Linked DNA regions of Drosophila melanogaster: region 2 is linked to region 1. The links are chromatin contacts, called in public HiChIP or PLAC-seq maps. All regions are on one chromosome and are shown on one strand. Each heading gives the region's core, a stretch centred on a gene start, on an enhancer-like site or on the middle of the called end of the contact. The rest is flanking DNA. Distances are from core to core; before and after follow the strand shown. Region 1 holds the start of ATPsynCF6 (ATP synthase, coupling factor 6). Region 2 holds the start of tst (twister).

Evidence for each region. HiChIP or PLAC-seq counts read pairs in DNA pulled down with a chosen protein or histone mark.
Region 2: a POLR2A S2P HiChIP or PLAC-seq map of the Kc167 cell line shows a contact between it and region 1, with 10 times the contacts expected there. The contact joins the promoter of tst here to the promoter of ATPsynCF6 in region 1. A contact is called at or near these places in 25 of 107 Hi-C or Micro-C datasets (the D17-c3 cell line, the Kc167 cell line, the ML-DmBG3-c2 cell line and 9 more) and 1 of 6 datasets of contacts at active chromatin or transcription factors (the Kc167 cell line).

What each region holds. Positions count from the first base shown.
Region 1 is chr3R:23,351,583-23,359,531 of dm6, forward strand. It overlaps ATPsynCF6 (ATP synthase, coupling factor 6), which reads right to left and starts at 4,482. Exons shown (of 3, transcript NM_001275944.1): 1 at 4,399-4,482; 2 at 4,052-4,203; 3 at 3,638-3,987. The coding sequence starts at 4,203. The coding sequence ends at 3,819. PolE1 (DNA polymerase epsilon subunit 1) reads left to right here. Exons shown (of 4, transcript NM_079738.3): 3 at 1-3,138; 4 at 3,203-3,581. The coding sequence ends at 3,506. Sec13 (Secretory 13) reads left to right here and starts at 4,696. Exons shown (of 2, transcript NM_001300551.1): 1 at 4,696-5,370; 2 at 5,816-6,949. The coding sequence starts at 5,084. The coding sequence ends at 6,599. It overlaps RpS3 (Ribosomal protein S3), which reads left to right and starts at 7,230. Exons shown (of 2, transcript NM_001300552.1): 1 at 7,230-7,308; 2 at 7,572-7,949. The coding sequence starts at 7,273.
Region 2 is chr3R:23,768,999-23,776,947 of dm6, forward strand. It overlaps tst (twister), which reads right to left and starts at 3,861. Exons shown (of 3, transcript NM_079741.3): 1 at 1,443-3,861; 2 at 311-1,378; 3 at 1-245. The coding sequence starts at 3,764. The coding sequence ends at 42. It overlaps CG10208, which reads right to left and starts at 5,129. Exons shown (of 2, transcript NM_142929.4): 1 at 4,888-5,129; 2 at 4,000-4,821. The coding sequence starts at 5,034. The coding sequence ends at 4,138. It overlaps Nup98-96 (Nucleoporin 98-96kD), which reads right to left. Exons shown (of 9, transcript NM_142930.3): 5 at 7,934-7,949; 6 at 7,595-7,877; 7 at 6,524-7,535; 8 at 6,057-6,466; 9 at 5,227-5,992. The coding sequence ends at 5,511.

The DNA of each region.
Region 1 (7,949 bases), core at 3,232-5,731:
CACCGAGAGAGCTATTCCCTTGGCCATTTTCCAATCCGAACCGAGCGTGAGGCGACATCACCTGCGTCGCTGGCTTAAGGACAACACCATGGGCGATGCGGATATACGCGATGTGCTCGATTGGAACTACTACATAGAGAGATTGGGTGGGACCATTCAGAAGATCATAACCATACCGGCGGCACTGCAGGGACTGGCCAATCCAGTGCCCAGAGTTCAGCATCCGGATTGGTTGCACAAGAAAATGCTGGAGAAGAACGATGTGCTCAAGCAGCGTCGCATCAATGAGATGTTCACCAGCAGACCCAAACCGAAACCTCTAGCCACAGAGGAGGACAAGCTGGCCGATATGGAAGATTTGGCTGGTAAAGATGGCGGTGAGGGTGCTGCAGGCTGTCCGATAGTCACCAAGAGAAAGAGAATCCAGCTGGAGGAGCACGATGACGAGGAGGCACAGCCGCAGGCCACCACTTGGCGTCAGGCCTTGGGCGCTCCACCGCCCATCGGTGAAACCAGAAAGACCATCGTTGAGTGGGTGAGATTTCAGAAGAAGAAATGGAAATGGCAGCAGGATCAGCGCCAGCGTAATCGCCAGGCGAGCAAGCGAACTCGAGGCGAGGATCCGCCGGTGGTCAGAGCAACAGGATCCACAGCTACACTGGGCGGATTCCTTAGACGTGCACAACGCACCCTGTTGGACCAGCCGTGGCAGATCGTACAGTTGGTGCCCGTCGACGACCTGGGCCACTTCACTGTGTGGGCCTTAATCGGCGAAGAGTTGCACAAGATCAAGTTGACGGTACCGAGGATTTTCTATGTAAATCAGCGAAGTGCAGCTCCTCCAGAGGAGGGTCAACTTTGGCGCAAGGTCAATCGAGTTCTGCCACGATCCAGACCTGTTTTCAATCTCTATCGATATAGTGTGCCCGAACAGCTCTTCCGGGATAACTCGCTGGGCATGCTGGCGGATCTGGCGACGCCCGACATTGAGGGCATATACGAGACGCAGATGACGTTGGAATTTCGCGCCCTCATGGACATGGGCTGCATTTGCGGTGTCCAGCGCGAGGAGGCACGTCGCTTGGCCCAATTGGCCACCAAGGATCTGGAAACATTTAGCATCGAGCAGCTGGAGCAGCGGCCCCAGACTCAGGTCAAATATTTGGCTAGCGCCAACAATCGATTGCGCAAAATCTACTTGTATCAGCATAACACACCGACGGCCAAGAAGGAGATCTGGTCACTGATCCTAATGCCCAGCAAGAAGGCATTTGTTTTTGCCTTGGACACAGTGCGTGCCAATCAAATGCCGAACATGAGGCAATTGTATACCGCCGAGCGTTTGGCCCTGCTCAAGAATCTGACGGCAGAGGAGCAAGATAAAATTCCTGTAGAGGATTACACATTTGAGGTTCTCATTGAGGTGGATGTCAAACAAATTTACCGGCACATACAGCGGGCACTGACCACCTACAAACAGGAGCATCAGGGACCCACCATTCTGTGCCTTCAAACGGCGCTGTCGGCGCGTAAACTCAGCCTGGCCATGCCGATCCTGCTGGAGTTTCCCCAGGCTGAGATTCATATCTCCGATGACGCTAGTTTGCTTTCTGGCCTTGATTGGCAGCGACAGGGCTCCAGGGCAGTGATACGCCACTTTCTGAATCTGAACAATGTTCTTGATTTGATGTTGGATCAGTGTCGCTACTTCCATGTGCCCATTGGCAATATGCCGCCGGATACTGTGCTTTTCGGAGCGGATCTTTTCTTCGCTCGCTTGCTGCAGCGGCATAACTTTGTGCTGTGGTGGTCGGCGAGTACCAGACCAGATTTGGGTGGCCGGGAGGCGGACGACAGCCGGCTGTTGGCGGAATTCGAGGAGAGCATTAGTGTGGTGCAAAACAAGGCCGGTTTCTATCCGGATGTTTGCGTGGAGCTGGCTCTGGATAGCCTGGCGGTGAGTGCCCTGCTCCAATCGACTAGGATTCAGGAAATGGAAGGCGCCTCATCTGCCATTACGTTCGATGTGATGCCGCAGGTCTCGCTGGAGGAGATGATTGGCACTGTTCCGGCGGCCACCTTGCCGAGTTATGATGAAACGGCCCTCTGTTCCGCCGCCTTCCGCGTTATGCGCTCCATGGTGAATGGTTGGTTGCGAGAGGTATCCATCAATAGGAACATCTTCTCGGACTTCCAGATCGTGCACTTCTATCGATGGGTGCGCTCCAGTAATGCACTACTCTATGATCCTGCTTTGAGAAGATCTCTGAATAATCTGATGAGGAAGATGTTCTTGCGCATTATAGCCGAGTTCAAGAGATTGGGCGCCACCATTATCTATGCGGACTTTAACAGGATTATCCTTAGTTCGGGTAAGAAAACCGTTTCCGATGCCCTGGGCTATGTGGACTACATTGTGCAAAGCTTGAGGAACAAGGAGATGTTCCACTCCATCCAACTGAGCTTCGAGCAATGCTGGAACTTTATGCTCTGGATGGACCAGGCAAATTTCTCGGGAATTAGGGGAAAGCTACCAAAGGGAATCGATGAGACAGTGTCGTCAATAGTTTCCACTACCATGATACGGGATTCTGAACGCAATCAAGATGACGACGAGGATGAAGAAGAGGATTCGGAAAACCGTGATCCAGTGGAGAGCAACGAGGCCGAGCAGGATCAAGAGGATGAGCTGTCCCTGGAGCTCAACTGGACAATTGGCGAACATCTGCCCGATGAAAACGAGTGCCGCGAAAAGTTTGAATCCCTGCTGACCCTCTTCATGCAATCTTTGGCTGAAAAGAAGACCACCGAGCAGGCCATCAAGGACATCTCACACTGTGCGTTCGACTTTATCCTGAAGCTGCACAAGAACTACGGCAAGGGCAAGCCGAGCCCGGGCCTAGAACTTATCCGCACTCTGATCAAGGCGTTGAGTGTGGACAAAACGCTGGCGGAGCAGATCAACGAGTTGCGCCGAAATATGCTGCGTCTGGTGGGGATTGGTGAGTTCTCCGACTTGGCTGAGTGGGAGGATCCCTGCGACAGTCACATCATCAACGAGGTCATCTGCAAAGCGTGTAATCACTGCAGGGACCTGGATCTCTGCAAGGACAAGCATCGCGCCATGAAAGATGGAGTGTGAGTTACACAAACCAGTACACATAATTTACCACAAATAATTGATTAATGTTGGATTTTTCAGACCCGTTTGGCTGTGTGCCCAGTGCTATGTGGCCTATGATAACGAGGAGATCGAAATGAGAATGCTGGATGCACTGCAGCGCAAGATGATGTCCTATGTGCTGCAGGATCTGCGCTGTTCGCGCTGCAGCGAGATCAAGCGCGAGAATCTGGCAGAGTTCTGCACTTGCGCTGGCAACTTTGTGCCCCTCATCAGCGGGAAGGACATCCAGACACTGCTGGGCACATTCAACAAGGTGGCTGCCAACCACAAGATGCAGTTGCTCCAGCAGACTGTTCATCAGGCGCTGACCACGCCACGCTAGGACCTAGTTTGTTGTTGTTTTCTAGATCGTAGGGCTTAAATATATTGTATTTATAATGGAATTTAATTCGATTTTAATGAGTTTTGAGTTTATGATGTCGCACAAGACGAATGTCTGTGTTAAGGAATGGACGCGCTTTATAATTCAATGAGATTCACACACTTTTAGTGGCTTTCGCATACGAATCGCTTGTTGTTTTCCCGATTTTATTGGTTTTTTTTGTTGACTTGCCCGCGGTTTTTGGGGGCGCACAGGCGAAATCAGCAGCTGAACTTAAAGCAATTAGACTAACTCATTCGCGAAGAGCGATCTCTACTGTGGGGCCTGGGTGATGGGATCGACCTTAACATCGGGGAACTGGAATTCGGGGAACTTCAGCATGTCGGTCTTGCCATCGCTGCCAAACTGCTTGGCCACACGGTCCAGTTCGGTCTTCAGCTCCCGCTCAATATCGGGATTGGAGTCCACCAGCTTGCCACCGCTGCAGGTGAGCAAAACAAGGATTATGTCGAGGCACACCAACGGATGAAGGAGCCAGAACTTACGCGCTCTTCTGCTTGTACTCGCGCACTTTGTCCAGGAACAGCTGCTGGATGGGATCGGAGGCCTTGTTCAGGGCAGGGGCAACGATTCCGAAGTTACGACGGGCCTCTGTGCGCAGGACACGCATGCCACTCAGCAGGGATTGCGACAGCATCTGGAATTGATAGATCCTTGTTAGAATAGCAATAAACGGCCTTCTTCATATGTAACCTTAAAAAGGTTATGTAATACAATTGTTTGTTTCGACGTTTCCCAATCGGTTTTCAAGCCGACTTTGCTAGCAACTTTATCTTGTATTCAAATTGTATTCCCTCAATCAATTTTTATGTATTTTAAATCTTGTTTTCACCTTATTTTCCTTTGCAAATGCTAACTTTCGTGCGGAAAAGTTACAATTGTCAGTTCACAATGGCAGTTGGTGTTAGTGATGTGCGCGTGATGGGTGTATGCGATACTATTGGACGTAAGCTTTTTAAATAGTAAGGGTATTTCCTAAGCTGATTTTTTGCTTTATCCTGTATTTGTCAGCTGTATCATATAGATTATATTCGTTGCGAACAAGAATTTTAATCAACAATCCGTTTAAATTACTTGCCTCTATCGAAATACAGCCTATAATAAAAATATTACAAATTATGAAAAGCTAATTTATACACTGTGTCTGTTTATGTATCTTACTATACATGTCCAACTTAAATCAAAACTGCTCCATAAACGTTCATACCAAAACACCACCTAAACTGTATCTAAAATCCCACACAAGCCAAAACCCGATCTAAATTGAATATAATTAATAAATTCTTGTTTTACTATAATATGAATATGAATAATATGAATATGAACTAAAAACTTTGAAATTATTCTATCTCATCTATGGACTAGAGTGACCATGTGATCAATTGCAAGTGTAACCATCAGCCACTGCCGCGCTCAGGTCACACTGCTCAACCAGGTTCCACGTCAAGCGCCGGAAAAAAACACGACTTGCATTTAATCAATTTATCTGGCGACCGGACGAACGGATTTCGAGCAAGATGGTGAGCCTGCTGCAAGAGATCGACACCGAGCACGAGGACATGGTCCACCACGCAGCGCTGGACTTCTACGGCCTACTGTTGGCCACCTGCTCCTCGGACGGCAGCGTCCGCATCTTTCACTCGCGCAAAAACAATAAGGCGCTCGCCGAGCTCAAGGGACACCAGGGACCAGTGTGGCAGGTGGCCTGGGCACATCCCAAGTTTGGCAACATACTGGCATCGTGCTCCTACGACCGCAAGGTGATCGTCTGGAAGTCCACAACGCCCCGGGATTGGACTAAGCTGTAAGTAAACGGGCACACCCATACCAACAAAGTTATGTTTGTTTTAGGAATCGACCAGGGGATACCCATTGTTAGGACCTTGATTAATAATAATACTTTAATAGCTTGATCCTTGATTAATAATAATACTTTAATAGCTTTGGAAATCATTATTTTAATATTTATGCTTGGACGTCTTGTATCAAATGTAATTTATCATTTATAATTGTTTACATCATGGTATTGAAAATATTTAACAAGAAGAATCAGATCTTGTTATAATAAATATATATAAATATATATATATGTTGGTGTCCTTTAAATTGTTCCCTCTGTCATAACACAATAAAATACTCTCTTATTGACGAGATTACGAGGTAGCAATGCGCCATGTCATACTTATGTTTAGATTTCCGTTATCATTTAAAGAGTGCCACATCTAACCTCTGTGCTTGCCACATTTCAGCTACGAATACAGCAACCACGACTCCTCGGTAAACTCGGTGGACTTCGCGCCATCCGAGTACGGATTGGTGTTGGCCTGCGCCAGTTCGGATGGCTCGGTATCGGTGCTCACCTGCAACACGGAGTACGGTGTGTGGGATGCCAAGAAGATACCGAATGCGCACACGATCGGAGTGAATGCCATCTCGTGGTGCCCCGCCCAGGCACCAGATCCAGCATTTGACCAGCGCGTAACTTCGCGTTCGGCGGCCGTAAAGCGCCTAGTGAGCGGTGGTTGCGATAATTTAGTGAAGATTTGGCGGGAGGACAACGACCGCTGGGTGGAGGAGCACCGACTGGAGGCGCACTCGGATTGGGTGCGCGACGTGGCCTGGGCGCCGTCGATCGGATTGCCCCGCTCGCAGATTGCCACGGCTTCGCAGGATCGCCATGTGATTGTGTGGAGCAGCAACGCAGATCTATCCGAGTGGACCTCGACTGTGCTGCACACATTCGACGATGCCGTGTGGAGCATCTCGTGGTCAACCACCGGCAACATTCTTGCCGTCACCGGTGGGGACAACAATGTCACATTGTGGAAGGAGAACACGGAGGGCCAATGGATCCGCATCAACTACGAGTCGGGTACGGCCATCCAGTCGAAGCAGCCCTCGCACCTTCCGCATTCCCACTCCCAGCAGCAGCAGGCGCTACAACAGCACCAACAACAGGCGCCATCGCATCCAGGTCCTTCCTCCGATTCGGAGCATAGCTCGAACCTGTCCAACTCGCAGCTCTCCAACTGAGCCAGCCCCGAAATATTGTCGTGCTGAAGTCGTGGTTAAAAGTGTTACTTTACAAATATATATATACGAAATACTATTTAATGTGCCCCTTTAAACGCTGTTTAGTGTATGTTTATTTGGACTTCATATGGGATCCCTATTTGAATCTTCTGAAATTATAATGAATTCTAAAGACAAGTTTTTGTCGAAATGGTATCATTTTTTTTAAGTTTTATCAAATATATTTGCAAATTGTAAGTAGTATGTATTTAAAAATAATAGTATAATAAGATTTAAATAATTAACCAAATTTTATTCAAACTTATTATTTTTAACCATACAGATAAATTCCAAAACTAAAATTTTTACACAATTTTTGAATGTCACTTTAGGTTTGTGTACAAGCTTGTTGTAATCTAGTTTCCGAACCATGTCTGCCTAGTACTACTGTGAATCAATTTAAGTAAAAACGAGGCAGAAACAGCAAATAGCTAAAAAACATTTTAAATTAATGAATATTAAAAGTAATTAAAATAAATTGTTTAATTCAGTAGTGTATAACTGTAATTTTTGGAAACCAAATTGGTATATAGTGGTATTTATTTCCAGACCGGGTGGTATTTTTTAACGTGTCTCGCGCGGGCACACTGGCCTCTTTCTTTTCTGCGCACCACGTTTCCGATTCGACGTCAAAATGAATGCGAACCTTCCGATTTCCAAGAAACGCAAGGTAATTGGGGAAAAATGAGACAGGATTACCTCCGGCATGTAATGCAGTGTCCGTACGTTCGTTGTTTCATCGGAGTTGTGTGAAAAACCCGGCCGGAAAGCGCGAAAATCCATCGGCTTCGGAGTTAACCTCAAAGCAGATGGGCGTCCCAAAAACTTTGGAACTCAACAACGCGTGGTGAAACAACAACAACAAGAAGGAGGATTGCTAGGTGTGCAATAGATGTGGAATGCGGATTATAATGGTTTCTTTTTGCTCCCCAGTTCGTTTCCGATGGCATCTTCAAGGCTGAATTGAACGAGTTCCTGACTCGCGAACTCGCCGAGGATGGCTACTCCGGCGTGGAGGTCCGTGTGACCCCCTCTCGCACTGAGATCATCATCATGGCCACCAAGACCCAGCAGGTGCTGGGCGAGAAGGGCCGTCGCATTCGGGAGCTGACCGCCATGGTGCAGAAGCGTTTCAACTTCGAGACCGGACGCATTGAGTTGTACGCCGAGAAGGTGGCCGCTCGTGGCCTGTGCGCCATTGCCCAGGCTGAGTCGCTGAGGTACAAGCTCACCGGAGGACTGGCCGTCCGTCGTGCTTGCTATGGTGTGCTCCGCTACATCATGGAGTCGGGAGCCAAGGGCTGCGAGGTC
Region 2 (7,949 bases), core at 2,611-5,110, 420 kb after region 1:
TCTTTCCTTCTACAATGGATGGCTTGGACCATCTCCTTCGATCACAGTTCTGTGTACAAGGATGCGGTGAAAACAATATCGCGCTTGATAGCAGCCGACGCCTCCTCCATCTTCGACTGCAGTCCCGGATTGCCAATCCGAATGGCGGCCGTTTTAACATCACGCAGCGTTTCATTCAGCTGCTGAATGCAGCGAACAATGATGCCCTCCTGCACCGTCGTCAGTTTCATAATCTCAGCAAAGGGCTGTGAATTGGATTAAATGGACAGATATGAGGATAGGCAAAATTGCGTCCTACAGGGCTTCTTACCTTATTTCTAGCCCACTCGTAGACCACCTCCAGCAGACCAAAGTTCAGGCGATTATCGGTCTCGATGGCTGCCTGAAAGCGCTGCTCCTCGGCAAGAATTGTATCGTTGATCTGCTCAAATGCCGCCACGCACTCCTTCAACGCCTCTGGTATTACCGGCTTATCCTGCATCTTCGCCTGGAAGACAAGGCCGGAGAGCAAGGCGGCTATTTCTGCCGGCTCGAGATCGTTGAACATGTTGCATAGTATGAGCTCCGTGATAAGTAGCTCATTTTGGCCCATCTCACAGGCCACTTTTCCCTTAAGTGTGACCTCGTCCAGTTCATCTATGTATTTCAGGGCTCGCAGCACCTTCAATTTGTTACAATAGTCCGGATAGAGGGTCAAATTTCTCGCGGAGTTCTTGAAGCGCAGCTCCTCGATGTGAATCTCCAGCATTCGGCGCTCGTACACTTTGGCGAACTCCTGTTCGAATCCGGCAATGTTGGTATGTGGCAGAAATTCGCCAACCTTACGGAGCAGGTGATCAACGTAGTTCAGCATGGCCACCTCGCTGTCAGCGTTCACGATTATTTCCTTGGAAAGATTAACGTATTTGATGTTATCCGGGTTGTCAATGTAACTCTCATTGAGCTGGTTTAGCTCGGTCACCGCCTTGACCACCGATCCACTTGGCGGGGAGTCCTTGAACCGCTCCAGCTGCCGCTGCTCCCAATTCCGGATAATCGCATCTGCATCGACTTTCAATGTGCTCTTGGTGATACTGATAATGTCTATAGCCTTGATGTCCAGCACAGTGTGTCCTCCGATTCCCACTGGTTGGAAGGTCATGTTTCTAGGCGTCAGCGAAAGTATTTTGTAATAGAGCTCGCCTTGCTGGAGGCTGTTGCTATCCTTTGCCTTGAATTGATGGTCCAGCACTAGCACCTTATAGATGGTATCCTTGCCCGGGACAGATTTGGTGTTGAGTAGAATGGCCAGTTTGTTGTAGTGCTTGCCCTGCGTGATCACAATGACGCGGCCAGCTTTCAGTTCCTTTTGGATCTTGGGTTGAGTAACAACAAATTTCTGAAAAAAAAAAAATGTATGGTGGAGTTCATAAAATGCAGTTGCAATTGTACGTATATCCTACCATGATGCGGTGCTTTTCTTTCCAATACTCCACGGCTTTGTCATAAAAATTGACAAGTGGTTGCAGATGTTCGCCGAGAGTTGGGAGCATGGCAAACTTGTCTTCGGCCAGACGAAGTTGCTTCTGCTGCGTAGGCAATTGGAGCTTTAGGTTAAACTCCTTGAAACTGAACTTCATGATATCCTCCACCTTGATACTCTCGATGCGCAGACATGTGAGGATTACCGCATAGCGCAGAATGAACTGTGACTGCAACTTCTCCGGCAGGCCCAGAATCATGGGCCGTAGCTCCATCGATGGTGGCACACTGCCCTTGCACATAATGATCGCCGTACCTGTCTCGTCGTGCCCACGGCGTCCAGCTCTGCCGGCCATTTGGATGTATTCGCCTGGTTTCAGGTTACGCATCTCCAGTCCGTCAAACTTTTTGCAGGAGTCGAAGACCACAGTGCGCGCGGGCATGTTGACGCCCATGGCAAACGTTTCGGTGGCGAAAAGCAGCTTAACTAGCCCATTTTGAAAGAGCATCTCGACAATCTCCTTAAGAATGGGCAAGATGCCGCTATGATGCACACCTATTCCTCTCTCCAAAGCGTCCTTGAGAACAAGAACCTGCGGAATTGTACGGTCCGGTGGCTTCAGCTTTGCCAGACACTGCAGGAAGAACTTCTGCACTGCACCCTTCTCCTTTTCCGTGTTCAGGTCCACTGACTGCAAAGCGGCCAAATTGGAGTCGCACCGATTGCGGGACAGAGTGAAAGCCACCACTGGCATCATGTTGCTCCGCCTCAGGAAGTCAATTAGTCCGATCCAGGTGTACTGCTCCTGCTTGGCATTTAAATGGTTTCTTGGCCCACCACCGCCGCCCTTGGCCTTGCCTTGCATCTCCTTCTTGCGCTCCACGGCCTTCTCGTAGTTACCCTGCAGATATTTTCCCTGGGCGTCCACCAGGAGGAAGATGTCATCGCGACTCTTTCCTCCAGCACCAGTATAGAGGAAATGCGTCAGAGGCACTGGTCGTTTTAAAGTGCTGATCACATAGACCTTTCTCTTCTTGGTGCTCCCAACCCAGTCGGCCAATTCCAAGGTATTGGGCACGGTGGCACTGAGCATTATAATGTTAACATGTTCGGGCAGGAGTATAATGACCTCCTCCCAGACATGTCCTCTTTCTGGGTTATTAATATAGTGCACCTCGTCGAAGATCACCCACTCCAGATCCCGCGTGACATCGCTGCCGCAATACAGCATTGAGCGGAGAATCTCGGTGGTCATGATCAGACAAGAGGCGGTGGGCTCTATCTGCAGGTCACCTGTAATAAGGCCCACATCCTTGAAGGTTTTTCGGAAGTCGCGGTACTTCTGATTGGACAACGCCTTGATCGGCGATGTGTAGATGGTGCGGGTGAGATCACGCTTGGACAGAGCGATGGCATATTCAGCTACAACTGTCTTGCCAGCAGATGTATGCGCTGCAACGAAAACGTACTGGCGTTGTTCCAGCTTGAGAATGGCCTGCTTTTGAAAGACATCCAGTTCGAAGGGGAAATCCATGGCGGGGCATGGTATCTGCTCTTTAAAGTTATTGATGGGTTGGCTTATGTCCACCATTTCGGCCCAATCGCTCTTGAAGTTCTTGGTTGTGGTGGAAATGTTTAGCACAGGCTTTAGGTCAGCCTTCATAATGTGATCGTCCACGTCTCTGAACTCCTCTGAAGGTAATTGCACGTTCGACTGTTTTGGACTTTTAGGCGTTCCAGTGGAGCTTGTTTCCTCACTACGCGTAAGCTTCATCCACTCCTGGACGTCCAGATCCTGTTCTAGGTTTTCCAATAGATCAACGTTACTGGGATCGGCGACCACAGGCGGCAGTGTTACAGATTGCGATTGGAAGAAGTCGTAGCCAGAGCTGAAGCCCGGTGGCACCGTTAGCAGCTTGTCCCCGAACTGAAAGTTGCTGACATCCAGAGCTGCGATCTGCTGGCGCTGCTCATCGAAACCGCCTGGCCAAAAGGGAAAATTGGAGTGGGAGCCACGCGTCGCGTCTTCCAGCAAGCCCGGCTCCCGCTGCATGGACATCGAGTTGTTGGCATTGGCGCCCACGGCCTCCAAGTCCAATTCCACGAACTCAAGTATGTGACCACTCTGGTCGCGGCGAGGAGCCAACTTAGTGCTTCCCGGGCAACGGGGCGCATGCAACAGGCGCATCGGATCGAATTTGCGGGGCAAAACATCCGGCAGGGGATTGTGGAGGGACAGCTCCGGTCGCAGGATATAGTTGCGCAGCCGTTCGAGGTTATCCTCGCCCCTAATCTCATTCATTTTAATAGTTTATTCCTGGCGAAAATAACTTTGTTTAGCATTTGCCAAAATACAAGGAAAAAATCAACAAGAGTCGGCAGATAATTTGGATGGACTGGTCACCCTAAAAATCGAGAAACAATCGCGTAACGAATTGCATCCCGTGCAGTGTGCAAAGATATTTTAATTTTTTTAATTAAAAATAATTTTAACGAATTTATTCCAAAATTTATATTAAGTAAAACAAAAACTCAATAATTATTGCAGTAATATATTTGTATTGATAATTCGTCATCAATACGGAAGATGATCTTGCACATCTCTATGGCACTGTTTACATAAATGGCACGCTGTTAGAACCAGATTTCCGCACACGGAATGAAAATGGTTCTGTTTACTTGCGACGGAACACTTCGACCTTGAGGGGGTGGCACTTGTCGTCCGGCACATCGGCGCCCACTGCGATGGAGACATCGCCCTGTGGACAGGCGCTCAGAGCCACCAGAAGATTCATGTCGGCCACAAACTCAATGAAATCCCCCTTGCGCGCTGGACTTGCCTTGCAGAAATACTGATGCGTGTCCCGTGTAAATCCGGTGCACATAAAGATGTTCCACACGTCGTGTACATCCTGCTCGGTCAGCCCGCGCTCCTCCACCACCGCCTTGACTAGGGAACTGTGGCAACTGCCCACCCGATCCTTGCCCGTGATTAGCTTGTAGGTGTAGTCGTCGCACCGTGTTCCAATTACGTCGTGCAGAGCACCGCCATCCTCATCGATGCCATAGGCGGCAAGGGAATCAAACACAAAGGTGGCCATGGGACGCAGGTGGGGCAGGCAGCTCCACAGACGATCGTAAACGCGCAGATGCGACGAGTGCAGCTGGCGCGTCTTGCCCGAGTAGAAGCGCTCGGCGGTGTTCTCCAGATTCCAAAAGTTCATGTCGCCCACCTGAGAACCTTCGTGGACAGTGACGCGGCACAAATCACCCTCTTGCATTGTCCAGGTGCGTGCCTCCCGTTTGGGCACAATCAGTGTCTCCACAAGATCGCCAGTCAGGGCACGATAACGTTTATTCTGTAGTCTCCGAGTCGGATTAGATTATTTTATCATTGTATTATTGCTATTGTTCGCGTTACTTACATCATACTCCTCCTTCGAAACGATCGAAGCTGCGGGCTTGTCATAGCAGATGACTGGCGGTTCCTTTTCAAAGGTTCGGGGCTTGGCACCGCGCCCACACCAGGAGGCGGGGGCGGCGGAGGTTTCAGTGGGAACAACAGCAGCCATGGCCAGTGAAACGTTTTTCGCTCGTGCAGCAGGTAAGAAGCTAATCAGAGAGTAAATATGTTGTGGTCTAACTAGCGATCGAATGACTACTGATCTCGCTCCACAACTGGACTAAACAGGTAGGTCCCAACAAAGCTTTCGATAGGCACAGCGCAGTTCTATCGGATTTGAAATGATTCCCAGCCAGCGAACGTTGTTAGAAACATTTTTTTTTTTTACTTTCTTATACTACTAAGTTTATGAAATTTATGAAAATCAATTAAACAAATCAACAAAAAACTATTATTCTTCTGGTCTTTTCCGACGAAACGTTTTTTAAATATTAAGCAATCATACATAAATGATGCCGTACTCAAACCTATGCTACAGCTGACTTTTTTTTCTTTTGCGAGGGGGATGCTAATCAATTGATTATAACTAAGTTAATTTGACCCTAGACTAAACATTGTATCTTCGAGCTTTGTTTGTTTCGGCACCTATATCTCCATCATGGTGGGTTGCTGCCGCTCGCTAAATGGTGGCTCGTTTTGGATTTTGTCTAGTAGCTCCTCCAGCCAGATGCGCAGCTCCTTTGAGGCGAACTCCTGCGGCAGTGGCAGCCGCTCCAGGGCCACCTTAAGCACCGTGGAAGACTCCATCTCGGGACAGACAATGCACATGCCGTGCACCAAGCAGCTGAGGCTCTGCGAGATTTCACTCTGGCACAGGCGGTGCTTGGAGGTAGGGCACGGGAGCAGACTGATGCGGGAGCAGAGTTCGCTTAGTTGTGGTTTTAAGTTCTCCCAGCGCGCATTGATGTCAGCGATGTTGGTCACACTGCGGATCTGTTTGAACTTGGCACTGATGTCGATAAAGTCCAGGAAGATCTGGCCCTGGTTGGCCCAGTTGGGCACTCGGATGCTGCTGCCCTCTGTATCCTCGAATTGAATGAGCAGGCTATGCAGGTATTTCATTTTACCTGCAAGTTTGCAATGACAATTGTTAGTAATCCACCGAAATAATTCTTATCATAAGGAACCAACCGTTTATGATGGCATCAGGAGCAATGTGTTGGAAGATGACATCGTGCGCCGTAGCAAAATGTTTTGCCTTTAGCAGATATTTGGCTTGAAGGTGATGCTTTCCTGACGCTCCCGCCTTTACCGCCTTCGCATAGTCCACCCACGACATCGGAATACCAAGCTCTTCGACGATAAAGCGCTCTTCCGCATATAGAGCCACCTTGGCGGAAACGCTGACATTCCTCTGTAGCATTTGCTGAACTGCACGTTCCCTCTGGGTCTGCTGCTTAATATGCAAAAGAACAAAGATACCCCACTGCCAGAGGCCTTCGTTCTCCAACTGGCTAGCGAAATCCACCGAAAGACGAGCCTCCGTTAAGGGCGAACAGTGACGGTAGCCAAGAGCTCGCAGAGTTTGCAAGAGCAGCCAGCTAAAATGATTTGATATGATTTATTTTGCACTGTACCAAAAAATTCTTTTAGCTCACCTCAAACGAAAGTCCATGGCATCGGCGGTATGCGTTATAGGATTGAGAGTTTCTTCCAGGGAATGCATACGTTTAGAGTGTAACTGGAGCAAGTGGTAGCGCAAATCGTAGACGGGCTTCTTGGTGTCAGTAGGTGCGTCCCTGTAGCTGGGCTTTGGGGGCTCCGCATAGCACTCTTCCGCTTGGAAGGCGTCGTTATAAGCATTGAGTGCATCGGTGATAGACGATGTTGGGGCTGTGAAATACCATAGCTGCAGGGCCAGTGCTGTCAGCCAGTTTTTATTCTCGAGTAAGTTGATGGCCCCATGTGAAGACTGCATCATTGGCGCTCCGGCGGCCAGCATGTACATCTTAAGGCGCTCCAGATCGATATACTTATCCGACTTGCTCTGCTGCCAGGCAAAGAGCTGCTCCTCCATTAATAGCCGGAAGACAGCTCCGGAACTTAATTGGGACAGCACAAGAGCCAGATTAGCATCATCGTAGCTGAAGGCCAGCTCACAAGCCTCATTTACGCGATGGCAGCTAAGTAAATCCAACATGTGCTCCAGGTAGCTGTGGGTGCTAACTTTTTTCGAGAGTAGATCTTTGCCCAGCAGCGTGTTCTCAAGCCACTCGGATAGCAGATTGCGCCGACACATGACCATGTAATGAGAGTTCTTTTCCAGGTCCACCAGTTCATCGTGATCGCCCCATAGTGCGAATAAAAGCGACCACACTGACACGCTATAGTCCTCTTTTAAGCCAGCATTTCTCTGCTTAAGAGACTCGGAGAAGTGCTTGGAAACTAGTTTCGTACCGCTATCGGGATGTATACACGGGCACTCACTACCCTCCACATTAACTGAGAGGCAGTCGTTAAGCTGAACTTCGAGATGGGGAATGATACTTTCTCGAAAACCCTCGTTGCCTTTGACCATGTTAAACTCCACCAACTGCATTACACTGGGCGACAAATCGGTGGCCGAGCGCGGCGCAAATACCATGGAGACGGGCAGGGATGGTCCAGTAACTGAAGCAAAGGGAAATTATTATAATTGGACTGCTACAGCTTGTTTCAGATATTCTTACATTCTTTTAGGTTTTGCATGTTATTATAGGTGCTTGGCAGTACCAATGAGTTTTGTGGACCAAAACTGAGCTTAAAGCTGCGTCCTTTGTAGAATCCCAAATCGGCGATCCAATTATCGCGCATCTCATAAGCGATGGACCTGGGTAGGGGAACCGTGGTGGCACGCAACTTAATCGGAGCCACTTTGGGCTTACAGACAAACTTGAAGGCTTTAGTGACAGGCATTTCAAACTTCGTTTCTTTTACAGCTGCAACAATGCTTCCAGTTGCCATCGACGATGTCTGAAATTGATCAGGATGTTTATTGGGCTTCAAAGTAAAAGGTTACGTCGATATACCTCCTCATAATGTGCA